Regions from separate parts of the Mus musculus genome. Here region 2 is linked to region 1. A link is a contact called in public HiChIP or PLAC-seq data. All regions are on one chromosome and are shown on one strand. The core of a region is the stretch at or near the end of the contact, and the rest is flanking DNA. Distances in the headings are between cores, read along the strand shown.

The links. HiChIP or PLAC-seq counts read pairs in DNA pulled down with a chosen protein or histone mark.
Region 2: a contact with region 1 is called in an H3K4me3 HiChIP or PLAC-seq map of forebrain, with 2.9 times the contacts expected there. The contact joins the enhancer-like site here to the promoter of Lhx6 in region 1. A contact is called at or near these places in 3 of 39 promoter capture datasets (frontonasal cranial neural crest, neutrophils and second pharyngeal arch cranial neural crest), 30 of 484 Hi-C or Micro-C datasets (CD4 T cells, DN3 thymocytes, the G1E-ER4 cell line and 12 more), 14 of 115 datasets of contacts at active chromatin or transcription factors (craniofacial prominence, embryonic basal ganglia, embryonic forebrain and 4 more) and 5 of 9 other capture datasets (adipose tissue, embryonic stem cells, liver and 2 more).

What each region holds. Positions count from the first base shown.
Region 1 is chr2:36,100,458-36,106,604 of GRCm38.p6, reverse strand. Lhx6 (LIM homeobox protein 6) reads left to right here and starts at 2,545. Exons shown (of 9, transcript NM_001083126.1): 1 at 2,545-2,711; 2 at 3,077-3,259; 3 at 3,626-3,747. The coding sequence starts at 2,643.
Region 2 is chr2:36,196,007-36,202,153 of GRCm38.p6, reverse strand. No RefSeq gene overlaps it. Among named protein-coding and RNA genes, the nearest start is that of Gm46735, 7.1 kb to the right of the region's middle. Within about 2 kb of position 3,418, at least 67 of the 459 cell types and tissues checked have an H3K27ac peak or open chromatin away from gene starts, as enhancers often do. A contact at or near this core is called in the G1E-ER4 cell line, cortical neurons and forebrain, where this site is marked.

The sequences.
Region 1 (6,147 bases), core at 1,296-3,795:
AGCCTGGCGCCTGGCTCATCACCTATAAGAATGCAGTGCATAGTAAGAGATGCCTCATAACAGAGGTTATACAGGGTTTGGAGCTCCATAGGAACTTGGCCTCTCCTGAGTACGGCTGTGTGTACAAGTGTAAGCGTGATTTGAGGGGGTGCTGTTTACATCTGTAAATGAGGGCAGTTAGGGAGGGGTGGTCTGTGTGGTGGGTGGGTAGCTCTATGCAGGACTAGGTCTAAGTCTGAGTGTGCACAGTGTTTTAGAAGAAGACACACATTTACACACTTCTCTGGCATAGTTGGTGTTTGAGGAAGAAGGCTGAGGCTATAAATGTCAGTGTTTGTCAGTGTCAGACCTTTGAGTTTGAGAGTTCTCTGTTTGGGGCTTGTGCCTGCTATCTAAATGTCTGGGTCTTTGCCTTTCCCTAACTCTCATCATCCTTAGAGTCCTATAGTACGTAGAAAGTATGATTAGGTAAATCTTGAAGTGGAAGTGGATGTCCCAAGTAATTCATTCCAAAAGAACCAAGGGACCTACCCTCCCACTCTCACTAGCACAGGCTCCCCTGCCCCCAGCCCTGTTCAGCCTTTAGAAGCTGGTGCAAGCTCCGGTTGTCATGAAGCAGGGATATTTTTGCAGGAGTTTGAGGGGTGTGTCGAAGTCTAGGACCTGAAGGATTGGTGTGAGCAGGTGACCATTTGCGACACAAATATACCAGGCTCAGCACTACATCAACAGAACGTGGCTTCATGTGGAATCCAGCCTTGTAGATGGGCTGACCACGGATTCCTCTCGCACCTATTAACGTTGTGTGAGGGCGGCAGTGGGTGCCCTTGAGGGAGGGGCGGCAGAAGGAGCTGTGAGGATATGTGCCCCGCCAGTGTCTTTGTATGTTAGCATGTTCCAAGAGTCTCCCTGTAGCGCCTAGTTTCAGTGTGTCTCTCTGTGTGTGTATGTCTCTGAGTCTCTGCCTCCTTTGGAGTGTCTCGCTCTTCTTAGCGGGGAGGGGATTGGTCACGCATGACTCATCTTGAACGGAGCGGGGCTCCAGCGGCAGGGCGGTCGTCGCCGCAGCTGGAAGGGGAGGAGGACAACGAGGAGGGAGAACAGGAGGAGGAAGAGGAGGAGGAGGAAGAGGAGGAGGAGGCGGCAGCCGCAGAAGCAGCTGCAGGGACCTCTCCAAGTTTGTCGGGACCTTCTTCAGAGGCAGTGGTGCTGGCAGCCAGGGAGGCCAGGACTGCGCTCAGGCCGGGGGCGGGGAGCTGGGGCTGGGCCCGGGGCGGCGGGGCCGGAGCCTCGGTTCTCCAGCTCTCCCAGCAGCCTCTGCCCCCAGGACGCCCGAGGCCCCACTCTGCGCCTCTCTTCGCACTGCGCGCCCACCGAGCCCTCCCGCTCCCGGGCCCATGTACTGGAAGCATGAGAGCGCCGCCCCGGCGCTGCCCGAGGGCTGCCGGTTGCCGGCGGAGGGCGGCCCCACCACCGACCAGGTGAGCAAGCAGGCGAGTGGGTGAGCGTCGGGGATCCTGGGGCCAGCGGGAGCCGGGATTCAACCGGGCCGGGTCGGGTGGCGGGCGGCAGCAGGAAGGAGGGGTGCTGAGTGAGCCCGGGAGAGTGTGTCTGCAAGTGTGTGAGCGTGCGAGCGGGCAGGCGGGGGTGGGGGGTCGCGGAAAGCGGGAACACATTATGCAAATGTTGGAGGAATTTCTCAAAAAGCGATTTAGCAAAGACATAGGCGAATCAAGAGGAGGCGAGGCCAGTATTGTCCGTCTGAATAGACGCTGATAGCGCCGATGCGCCAGAGGTTGTGCCGGCGCAACGCTGAGGATCTCGATGAGGGGCCGGTCCCGGGAGCTCCAAGAGTCTGGAGGGTTCTCTTTCCTCCTCCAAGAGGCCTCTCTTTTCTCTTTTTGGCCTCATTTCACTCGCCGATCTCGCCCTCTTTGGCTTGGGGCTTCCCTTGAACTGGCCCTCCAAAGGCGTTTGAATCGGTGTCAATATCCCCGCTTCAATTTCCCGGCGCGCGTCGAGCGGGCGGATGCTCCTAGCGCTCTGGGTTTTATTTTCTCAACCACCACCACCACTACCACCACCACCACCCCCATCTCCTTTTTATTTTCTTTCTTTCTCTCTTTTCTCCTTTTTGCATTTTGTACCGAGAGTAGGAGAAGGGAGGGGGCGGAGGGAGAAAAAAATTCGATTTTTAATTACTACCATTAAAAAATCAAATTTGCAATTCTTTGGGCGGCCTGATGGATCTCACTGATTGACAGTTGGAATTGACACTCTGGCTACCTCTTATCTTGGGCATTCACGACAATTTCTAATTGCAGGTAGTTTGTGTGTGTGCGCGTGTTTTTTTTCCCCCTCAGAGGCTTGGATTGCAAAGGAACTAAGCGATTACTTCAAGAGCCACGGGTTAAGTGCAGGGAGAGGGGGAGAGAGAGGGAAAAAAACCCAATCCAAATTCAAATTGCTTCATTAGAGAGACACCGCTTTTGTGGGGAAGGGCTTTAAATGCCCACTACAAAGTTAGGACTCATTGTTCAGCGCCGGTTTATATAACAGGCGAGGGGAGGCGCTGGGCTCTGACAGCTCCGAGCCAGTTCAGCAGCCGCCGTCGCCTGCATTCCCTCCCCCTCCCCCAGGTGATGGCCCAGCCAGGGTCCGGCTGCAAAGCGACCACCCGCTGTCTCGAAGGGACCGCTCCGCCTGCCATGGTGAGTCCTTTCGGTCCTGCTTTCGGCCCCGAGTCCCCCCAACAGCACAGGCCAGGGCTTCTGGCTCAGCCTTCCGGCTACCAACCTCTACCCCTGCGCTGGAAAACTGCCGATAGGAGCCGCCTCTCGTTGAGCCTTGGTTTTTCTGGCCTGGAATGTGAGCTTTGGCTGCTTCCTGCACCCAGGATGCGCTGTGTTAAAAGTTGGGGGCCGTCCCTTCTTCTCCAATAGGTCCTTTCATTCTTGTACTCCAGCCTAGGGCGCGACATCCCTGGCACATTTCGGTGTCAGTCGGTGCGCGAGGAAACCAGATTCAACTCTGAGTACTCGGCTAAGCGCTTCGCTGTTCCTCTCTCCCATTTCAGGCTCAGTCAGACGCAGAGGCCTTGGCAGGCGCTCTGGACAAGGACGAAGGTAGAGCCTCCCCATGTACGCCCAGCACACCGTCTGTCTGCTCGCCGCCCTCTGCTGCCTCTTCCGTGCCGTCTGCCGGCAAGAATATCTGCTCCAGTTGCGGTCTGGAGATCCTGGACCGGTATCTGCTCAAGGTGAGTCAGGGTAGGTGTGCCTGCTTGCCCACGGGTGTGGTTTGCAGCCCCAAGAGCTGTAGGGAAGCAATGACCTTGCCAGGTCCATTTTCCTCGGCCTCCCAATCCAACCGCTAACCGATCGCGCAGCTTTGGGCAAGTGTTCCCAAACAGGAGGTCTCCTTTTGCCCCGGTTCCAACAAGAGAATGCAAGGCTGTATCTCAATTTCCTTGAGCCTCTCTGTATTATAGAAGAAAAGTAGGGAAGCCATACGCCCCTTCTGAGCTTCAGTGTCTCTCTGTCTCTGCAAATGAGGCTGGGGAGGCTGGGGGCGGGCGTGAAAGAGGCCCGCGCCAAGCCGACCCCCACCTCTGCCCCCTCCCCAGGTCAACAACCTCATCTGGCACGTGCGGTGCCTCGAGTGCTCCGTGTGTCGCACATCGCTGAGGCAGCAGAATAGCTGCTACATCAAGAACAAGGAGATCTACTGCAAGATGGACTACTTCAGGTAGGCAGCGGCCATCCCGCCAGCAAGCGCTGGAGCATGAACGCCTTGCACACGCGTGCCTAGGCCACTTGTGTGGCCTGTGCTCTCCAATTCCTGAGCCCTGCTGTTCAGAGTGCACAACGCGGCTCAGCGCACTGGCCCGGCCCTCCTACTCAGCACGTCTTACACAGAAGGGAGCGCCAGTCTCAGCCTGAGTTCTGGCGGGGGATCTGCCTCGGGTTCCTCCGATCTGACAGGCGCTGGCCACGGGTCTGGTTCCATCTCTGGTCTTTTCTGGCCCCGAGCACCAGTGTGTTCTGTTGAGCTCTGATGTCCGAGGCTCTGGCCCGGATCATTCGGATCCCGGTAACCATCCCGTTCCATCTCTAGTAAGCTCAGCTCTGGTTCCAACTTGAGCTCCAGTTGTGCCGTACGTAGCCTGTCCTGGGAGGGATCCTGAACTAGGCTCGGGACTCTCCTTCTAGCTTCGCTCTGCTTTCAATTTTGGGCTCAGATCTGCTCCAGCCCCAAGTGCCAACGCCACATCTGACTCCAGCCCTAGCTCAGATCCTAGTGCTTAGTCCTAAGCACCAACATCGATCAATGCCTTCGCCTCGACTCTTGCGGTGGTCGCTGTTTAAATCTGGAGTCACGCCTTGACCCCAGGCTCCCGTTCCTTCCACTGCTGGGACACCGTTTCTGCCCAGGCTTCAGCTCTGCCTAGGTCTAGGTTCTAACTTTGGGCCTCCAGGACTGGCTCTCGGAGAGTCGTGTTGCATTTCACTCACTGGGCTGTATATACTCTGCGCCGCGGTGCATAAATTGTAAATCCTGTTCACCGTAGCTCACAAGCTATCTTCCCTGGTTTCATGGTTCTGCCTGTCCCTAGCCGCTCAATATCTTGCAGGAGCCTAGCTTCTAGCCACGCAGCAGACGCCTGCTGACCCGGTCATGGGGTCTAGGTCAAGGCAGTGCCTAGGGGCCTCTGTGAATGATCTGCCAGACCTAGGCAGGAAGCCGAGAGTCTGCAGGAGAATGGTGTAGAATTGGTTCTTCAGAGAAAGAAGCAATGCCTTCTTCTAAATGCTTTCTCCGGAAGTGGAGAAAGTTACCCTGTGGTATACATTTCTACACACACACACACACACACACACACACACACACACACACACACACACACACTTCTTGGAGAGAAGTTGTGACTCAGTCTTCCGGAGAAGACCTCAGCCCCAGAAAACTTTTGAGTCAGGGAATGTGTGTGTGGTGATCCTCACTCATGCTCTTTGAAGCTCCAGGGCCCTAGAAAGAACTCTGTGAACCTAGGAAGAAGTGAGTTAGAACCTAGGAAACCAGGAGAAGCATGGTTAGGAGGCAAGCTCTTCATGTCATGGGGATAGGGTACTCTGCCTGCCGATCCTAGGACTCTGTGATCAAAGAGCATGTGTGTCTATATGGTTTGGAATCTGCAGTGGCAAGGATGTGTTACGGAGCAGGAACAAGGCACATGGACAGTGGCTATGTTCTTTTATAGAAAAAAAAAAAAAACCATGTCTTTCTATTTCTGTTGTGAGTGTTGAGAGTATAGGTCTTACATGTGAATGCTGAAAGTGTGTGTGTGTGTGTGTGTGTGTGTGTGTGTGTGTGTGTGTGTGTGGTTTGCAAGTTGCTCGGAACAGGGAACACATACTTGGGCGGGCAAGTTGGGATAAAAAGATGCTAACGTCATTCTCCACCTCTGAGGTGGTGAAGGGTGTGGTGCGAAGATGTATCTTTTCGCTGACAACTGTTGTATATGTACACAGACAAACAGAGGTTATTGCTTGTGTGATGTGTAACCAGGAGTATGAAGTCTCCTCCTACTGTCTCCTCTGATGTTTCATTGGCTTCGTTTAGGCAGGAAATGGATATTACAGGCATTTTCTAGACACCTTCTACTCTAGGCCTAACTTCGATTAGAGATTGGGAGACACTGTTGAGGGGGATCCTTTTGGATGTGGCAGCTGTCAAGGACCTCAAGATAGTGTCCTTCCTCCAAAGGATAAAGCTAGGCAGATTCGTCCCTTGGCTTTTCTAATGACAAAAGCCCAGGCAGCCTTATCCTGTGTCCAAATTCCTTTCCATTTATCTCCAGGATGGTTGAGACTCCTTGAATGATATATGCTTTATGAGACCTTGAAGGACTAGTCAAATCTAGGCTCTAGATTCTATCATTTATAGCCTCCACTAACTCCTCAGTCCACTGCACTGGTGTGGTGGATGCCATGTGTAGCCAACCTGGGAAGAGGCAGGAGCTAGAACTCTGTGGGGCTAATTATGAGCTTGGGCAAATCCCAGCATCTCTGCCCTGGATATGTTTTTTTTCCAAGATGGTCTCTCTGAACTGTCAAGGAGGCCACCAAGAGTGGGCAGTCCCCACAAAGG
Region 2 (6,147 bases), core at 2,169-4,668, 95 kb before region 1:
ATGTCGCCTTTTGCGTGCTAATCTCTGGGATTTCTCTTTCTGTCTCACTAACTCAGCTAGGGAAGGCTACTAAAAACTAGGGAAGGCTACCATGCGGCAGTGGTCACTTCAGTCTGGAGCATTCTGGGTAGAAGGAGCAGACTTTGCAAAGTCCCTGAAGGGATGAGGAGCTAGGCTGAGCACGAGGACCCAGCTGGAGTGCCCTCATGAGCACCTGTCCTGGTCAAATTCCTGGTAAGACCTTAGGGTAGGAATTCATATTTCTGGGAGCAGTAGAGAGTCTCTGCATGGTTTGCATTTTGAAGAGTTGGTCAAATAGGGAAAGAACCAGTCAAGGGGCTCCTAGGCTCTGGAGGAACAAAGATGGCCCCAAGAGGCTGGCCATCCTCCAGCCATGGGGAGTCACTGAAAGCTGTGAGGAGGGCCACCACACTGCAAAGGCTGTCCTAAGAGGTTTGAACCGATGGTAAAGGATGGAGCAGAGGAAAAGAGAGCAGGTCAGAGGCAGGAGCCCCTGCAGCTGCTCACAGTTCAGCATTGCATCTCTATGGGGAAGCTAATTTATGGCCATTCTAATTTATGGCCAAGATGAGTTGCCTAATATTAAGGTGGTTCTAAGTCAGAATCAATTGGTTCTGAGAATCCAAGAGACACTGTGATGAAACTACCTTATAAACAAAACAAAACAAGCAGGGAACTGGTGACATCAAAGGATCTTTGTGAGTGACTTGCAGACTCTAAGCCTTAAATTCACTAAAAACAGGGAGTGGATGAGCCCTGGGGTCCTTTCCCTGTTCCCTAAAGCCTGTGACTTTGATCCCTATGAAGAGCTAATGACACCTCTGGACCCAGGGTCTTACAAATCCCAGTGAGGTATCCGCCAAGTTGTGGATGAGACTCCTCCAGGGAGTGGAGACAGGAAGCAGTCATGAAATGTAGGCTCAAGTCCCAACTCAGACACTTCACTCTTGATGGGCAGTTCATCCACATGTGCATACATGTGTGTGTGTGTGTGTGCTTGCATACACACACACACACTCACACTCACAAAACACACCTTCACCTCACTAACACCTTCTCTACACCAGGTGGAGTGTCCTGGAAGTGGTGAGAGTCTCAACTTGCCAGTTCCTAGACCCACCCTCACACAACATTCCAGTCCCAGATCCCAGGACTTACTGCCAACTATGACTTTGTATGAGGCAGCCGCCTCTCTGCCTCACCCACTCTGTAAATAGTGGATGCCGGGGAATAGTGGAACCAGGGAGAGGTAGGGCTGGTTTCTCCTTTTCCATCCTCCACAGTTACCCCATTTTATCAGAAACTCAGTTTCTCTGGGACTGGTAGAATTTGGGGTTCAAGACTGTAGGTCTTAAACATGTTAAGCGTATGTGTGTACACGTGTGAGTGTATGCACACCATAGCACATGTGTAGAGGTCAGGGGACAACTTTCAAGAGTCAGTTCTTTCCTTCTACGATATATGTCCTGGGGATGGAATTCAGTCTCCAAGCTTGATGGTAGATACTTTTACTTTGAGCCATTTCACTGGGCCCCAAAGCAGTAGGTCTTATTAACAATGTTGCTACACAGACTAGCTAAAATACAAGGGTACAGTACCATGGATACAGTGTCATTCTATTTCCTCCTTACATTGTTATAGCAGCTGCCCAGACCCACTCCCATTCTAGAAGACACGTGTGGGATTTCAAGAGTCTACACTCCCGGGACCCCCTGTCTGACTGCGTGTTGTCAGATGTGATCAGAGCCCTCTTGCTTAACTTTACTGGAGGACTAGATCCAGTCTCAGACACCAGAACAACCCCCTGGTCTGACCCTGTGTGTGAGGCCCCTGCTCCTAAGTGATGGCTGTTTGGGAAGATGAGAACATCGTTACAGGAGACATGGGAGGAAGTCCTTAAAGCCCTGAGCAGGAGGAGAACATGGGGGAATCCTGGGAAGGGAGAGTCCCTCTATGTGGAACCATTTAGGGTAGGCCTAAAGAAGAGCTAAGAGGTCTTAATCTCTCTCCTTCCCTCACCTTCTCCCTCTCTCAGCCCTTCCCTTCCCTTCCCTTCATCACTCCCTTTCCTTTTCAGAAAAAGACTTAAAAGCCAAGGCTGATGGGAAGGGTGAAACCAATCAGCACATGGTCACTGCCGAACGTGACAACCTGAGCTCCATTCTCCAGAAGCTGTCTTCTGACTTCCATGACTTGTGCACACACTCACACACTAAGTATGTGAATAAATAAACAGACATGAAGAGCGATGGGCGGGGAAAAAATAAAACTGGAGAGTGTTGTGTGTGGAGGTCACACCTAGAAACAATCTCAGTATGTGGGAGGCTGAGACAGGTGGATTTGGAGTTTGAGGCCAGCCTGGACTACAGAGAGGAACCTATCTCAAAATTAAAAAATAGAAATACTCGGGCCAGGCATGATTGCCCACATACTCAGAAGGTAGAGGCAAGCAGATCTCTATGACTTCAAGGCCAGCTTGGTCTACAGAGCAAGTCCCAGGGCAACCAGGACTACACAGTTATACAGACTGACTCAAGATAAGATAACAAAAAACAAAACTGGGGCTGGAGAGATGGCTCAGTCATTAAGAGCACTGGCTGTTCTTCCAGGGGACCTGGGTTCAAATCCCAACACCCATATGGGGACTTTCAGCTGTCTGTATATTTGGTCCTATTAGATCTGATACCCTCTTCTGCTTCCAAGGGCACTGCTCACATATGTACATACATGCAGCTCAAAAACCCATTTTTAAAAAATTTCAACAAGCTAAAACAAGAAAGCAGCGCCCAGAATACACAGTAACAACCATCCCTGTTTTCACAGCATGTATGCGCACACATAAATATCTACACATTATATGTGATGTTGGGGTAGCACTCCCCAGTGGCAATCACCACTATAATGTAGTAAGTATCTCTCACAGCCCACTCTCCCTTTCACTCTCTAATGCAAAAAGAAAAAAGAAGAAAAGGAGTCAGCAGACATTTTAGGAAGAGTCTGGATTATGTAAGTAATGTATATGTGGCCAGGCTTGCTTCCTCTCCTGCCCTTTGTGCTAAGAAGCTCCATTCTAACTAAATCCTACCACCCTGGCTCCTCAAGACTGCTCCCTTAAAGTGTAGCCGCTACTGACCTTCCAGGTAGCGGGAGGGGCATGAACCGAAGCCCCAGAGGAGTTCAGGTGTACTCTGGACAGGAGAGGGTGTGGGACAGGCCCTCAATTATCCCACTTCTTTGCTCTCCCTGGGGAAGCTCCTGCCGCTCTTTGTATTCATTGTCTCTTTAATGACCTGCTGGAGTCAAGTACCCATTGTTCTCAGGCTGGGGCAGCCTCCCAGGCTTTCCTTCCCTGCCTTCCTCTGGCAAGCGTCCTTATCTAGTCCTGCAGCCTGCCAGCCCCAGCTGAAGCCGCTTCCTCCACCCACACCCCTCCAGGCCCCAGGCTGCTGTACAGGGCCCCAACGTCTCCACCCACCCTCTCTCCCACTTTTCTTTCTAAGAAGCTGACTCCTCCGCTTAGCCTTTGAGTTTCCATCACCCCCGTGTATGTATAGCCTATGTCTGGGTAAGCGTCTCCCAGGGCAACGCGGGATGTCTCCGTCTCACTATCACACTCTGCACCGTCTCCCCTCTCGCTGTCTGTCTCTACCTGGAAATATCTGTGCTTGCAAGTGTGTGGCATGCGCCTCAGATCTCCATGTTTGTCTCTGCCCCTGTTCTATGCAGTGCTGTCTTCTCTATTTCTCTCCTCTCTCTGACGAGCCTCCCTACACCCCCTCCTCCCTTTCCTCCCTTGCTCCTCTCTAGACCCTCCTGATTGACTATTATCCTGTTTCCAACCCTGGCCTCACCACCACTGCACATTCACCCAGGGGTCCCTGACACAAAACACGGGTCAAACCGGCTCCATTAGTGCCTTTTCTCCCTAGTTACAGCTCCAGCTTCTCTTGGTTGTCAGCCTCGGAGACATCAGCACCAGGCGTGGGCATGAGGTCCTATAGCTCCCAGACTCTGAGATTCGGGCATCTGCAGAGTTAAAAATAGACAAACAAATAGGAACCAGCAGAAGTTAAAAATAATAAATAAATAAATAAAGGCCAGAGAGATGGCTCTGCAGGCAAAGGCACCTGCAGCCAAGCCTCATGGCATGAGTTCTGTCCCCAGAACCACGTTGTAGGGGAGAGCTGACTCCTGACAGTTGTCCTCTGACCTCCACATATGTGCCCATGCATGCACACACAAAATGATGTGATTTAAAAATAGATGGTGAGAACCAGTAAGTGAGCAAGTCCTCGTTTTTTTAAACAGTTGGGCTTTTTTTTCCCCCTTTTCTTTAAAGATGCATCAGCTTCTCATCGCACAATAGAACGTTTAACACCAAAGACAGGAGAAAGAGCAAGAACCAGGAATAAGCCACCATCTCAACTGACACTTTAAGGTTAAATGTAGACAAAGTCTATGAATATAATTTTATGAGACTGTTTTCTATATCGCCTTTATTTTCCTTATGTTGCCTTAGGTGGTGAAGCTGACTGAGCTCCCCAACAGGGCCCCCTCCCTGGTACCCATAGAAAAGCAGAATGACTTTTATTAATAAAAAGTACAAACTGGACCAGGGCCTAGAACCCCTCCCAGGACACTCAGCACCCCATAGAGTTCTTTCCAGCCCACCCCCTTGCTTTCCGTCTCTCAGTTAACTTCTGGAGGTGCCTGGGTTGGAGTCAGGCACCAGGTTGCCTGGGTTCCCAGCATCCTTTGTGTTTTTGGCTAAGTAAATTGACCTCTGTGTGTCTATCCTCATCCACAAAATAATAAGTAGCCCCTAGGTTGCCAGAATAGTCAAGTCCAGCACTTGTCAGCCACTCGTATTATCTGGAAGGAAGGGGTGGGGGAGCTATTTCCATTGAGACCAGAGCCTGGAGAGGAAAAAAGACATCAGTGACCATCACTGCCTGTGAGCCACCAGGGAGCCCCACAACAGAGAATGAATCGGTTTGGAGAGGTGCTGGCGTACTGGAAAACTTTAGACAGGAGCTTGGAATCTCACCCAGGATGTCTTGGAATGCAGGGGTCAAGAGATAGGCATGGGATTAGGATTAAGACAACTGTAGCAGGCTTTGTCCCAAGATCAGGAACTAGCCCTTGTAAGGCAAGAGGGCACTCCCAGTAGGGGCAATGTGAAGCCTGCTAGTGGGCATTGCTGGCTACAAAAGCCAGCCACAAGGAGCCTGCATGAGGAGGAGAATGGTAATGCCAATCGTGGGGACACTATGCAGTGCCCTGGGGACAGTATGCAGTGCCTTCCAGAGTATCCCAGAACCCCTTGTGGAGGCTTAGCTGATGAGATTGAAGGTCCTGGGCAAACATGTTCAAAAATTGATTAGAGACTTTGGGTGACTAGAGAAAATGGGACTTCATTTGTCTTCAAGACTAAGCAGACCCTTGGACGTGGACATAATGTTTCTTCCAGCCCTGGTCTGTACCAAATACAGTGCTGGGCAGAGATGTAAACCCTGCACAAAATACAGAGATTCTTGCAAGACACTTACAAGATGTTCCTCTAGGGTTAGGTACAATTGCTGCACGGGTGGAGACAAGTGCTCAGAGCCCCCGTGGAGGCCTCCTGGGACATCTGCCACCCCTGTCCCAGTAAGAACCTCCCAAGGATTTGTCTTGAACAGAAAGTCACTTTGAAGAGAGAATCAAGAGATAACTTACTGGACAGAGAATGGCAGGTGATTAAAATAGCTCAAAACATGGTTTGGCCCTGGGTGAGTAGTGGTATCTGTCATTTACGTAAGGACATACAGAAGGCAGGGTCTGCTGAGTCTGAAGGTATGATGCATTAAAGAGGAAAATGCAAGTCTAGAAAGCAGAAGGAACAAAATGAATGGGCAGATGCACTGTGCTGAGAGGAACATGGAACAGAGAGCCATGAAGTCTAGACAAGTTTTGCCCATTGGTTGGAGCAGGTATTAAGGCAAGATGCACTACGCAAAGAACGTGTCAGAAGGAAAGTCTGAGAAGTAGTGGGAAAAAGCTGCCTGCCATCTGAGGAAAAGTAACAAGGCTCCCAAGTGGTGGTTGGACCAGGGTGGTTGTGAGAGTTACTTCCTGAAGAGATAC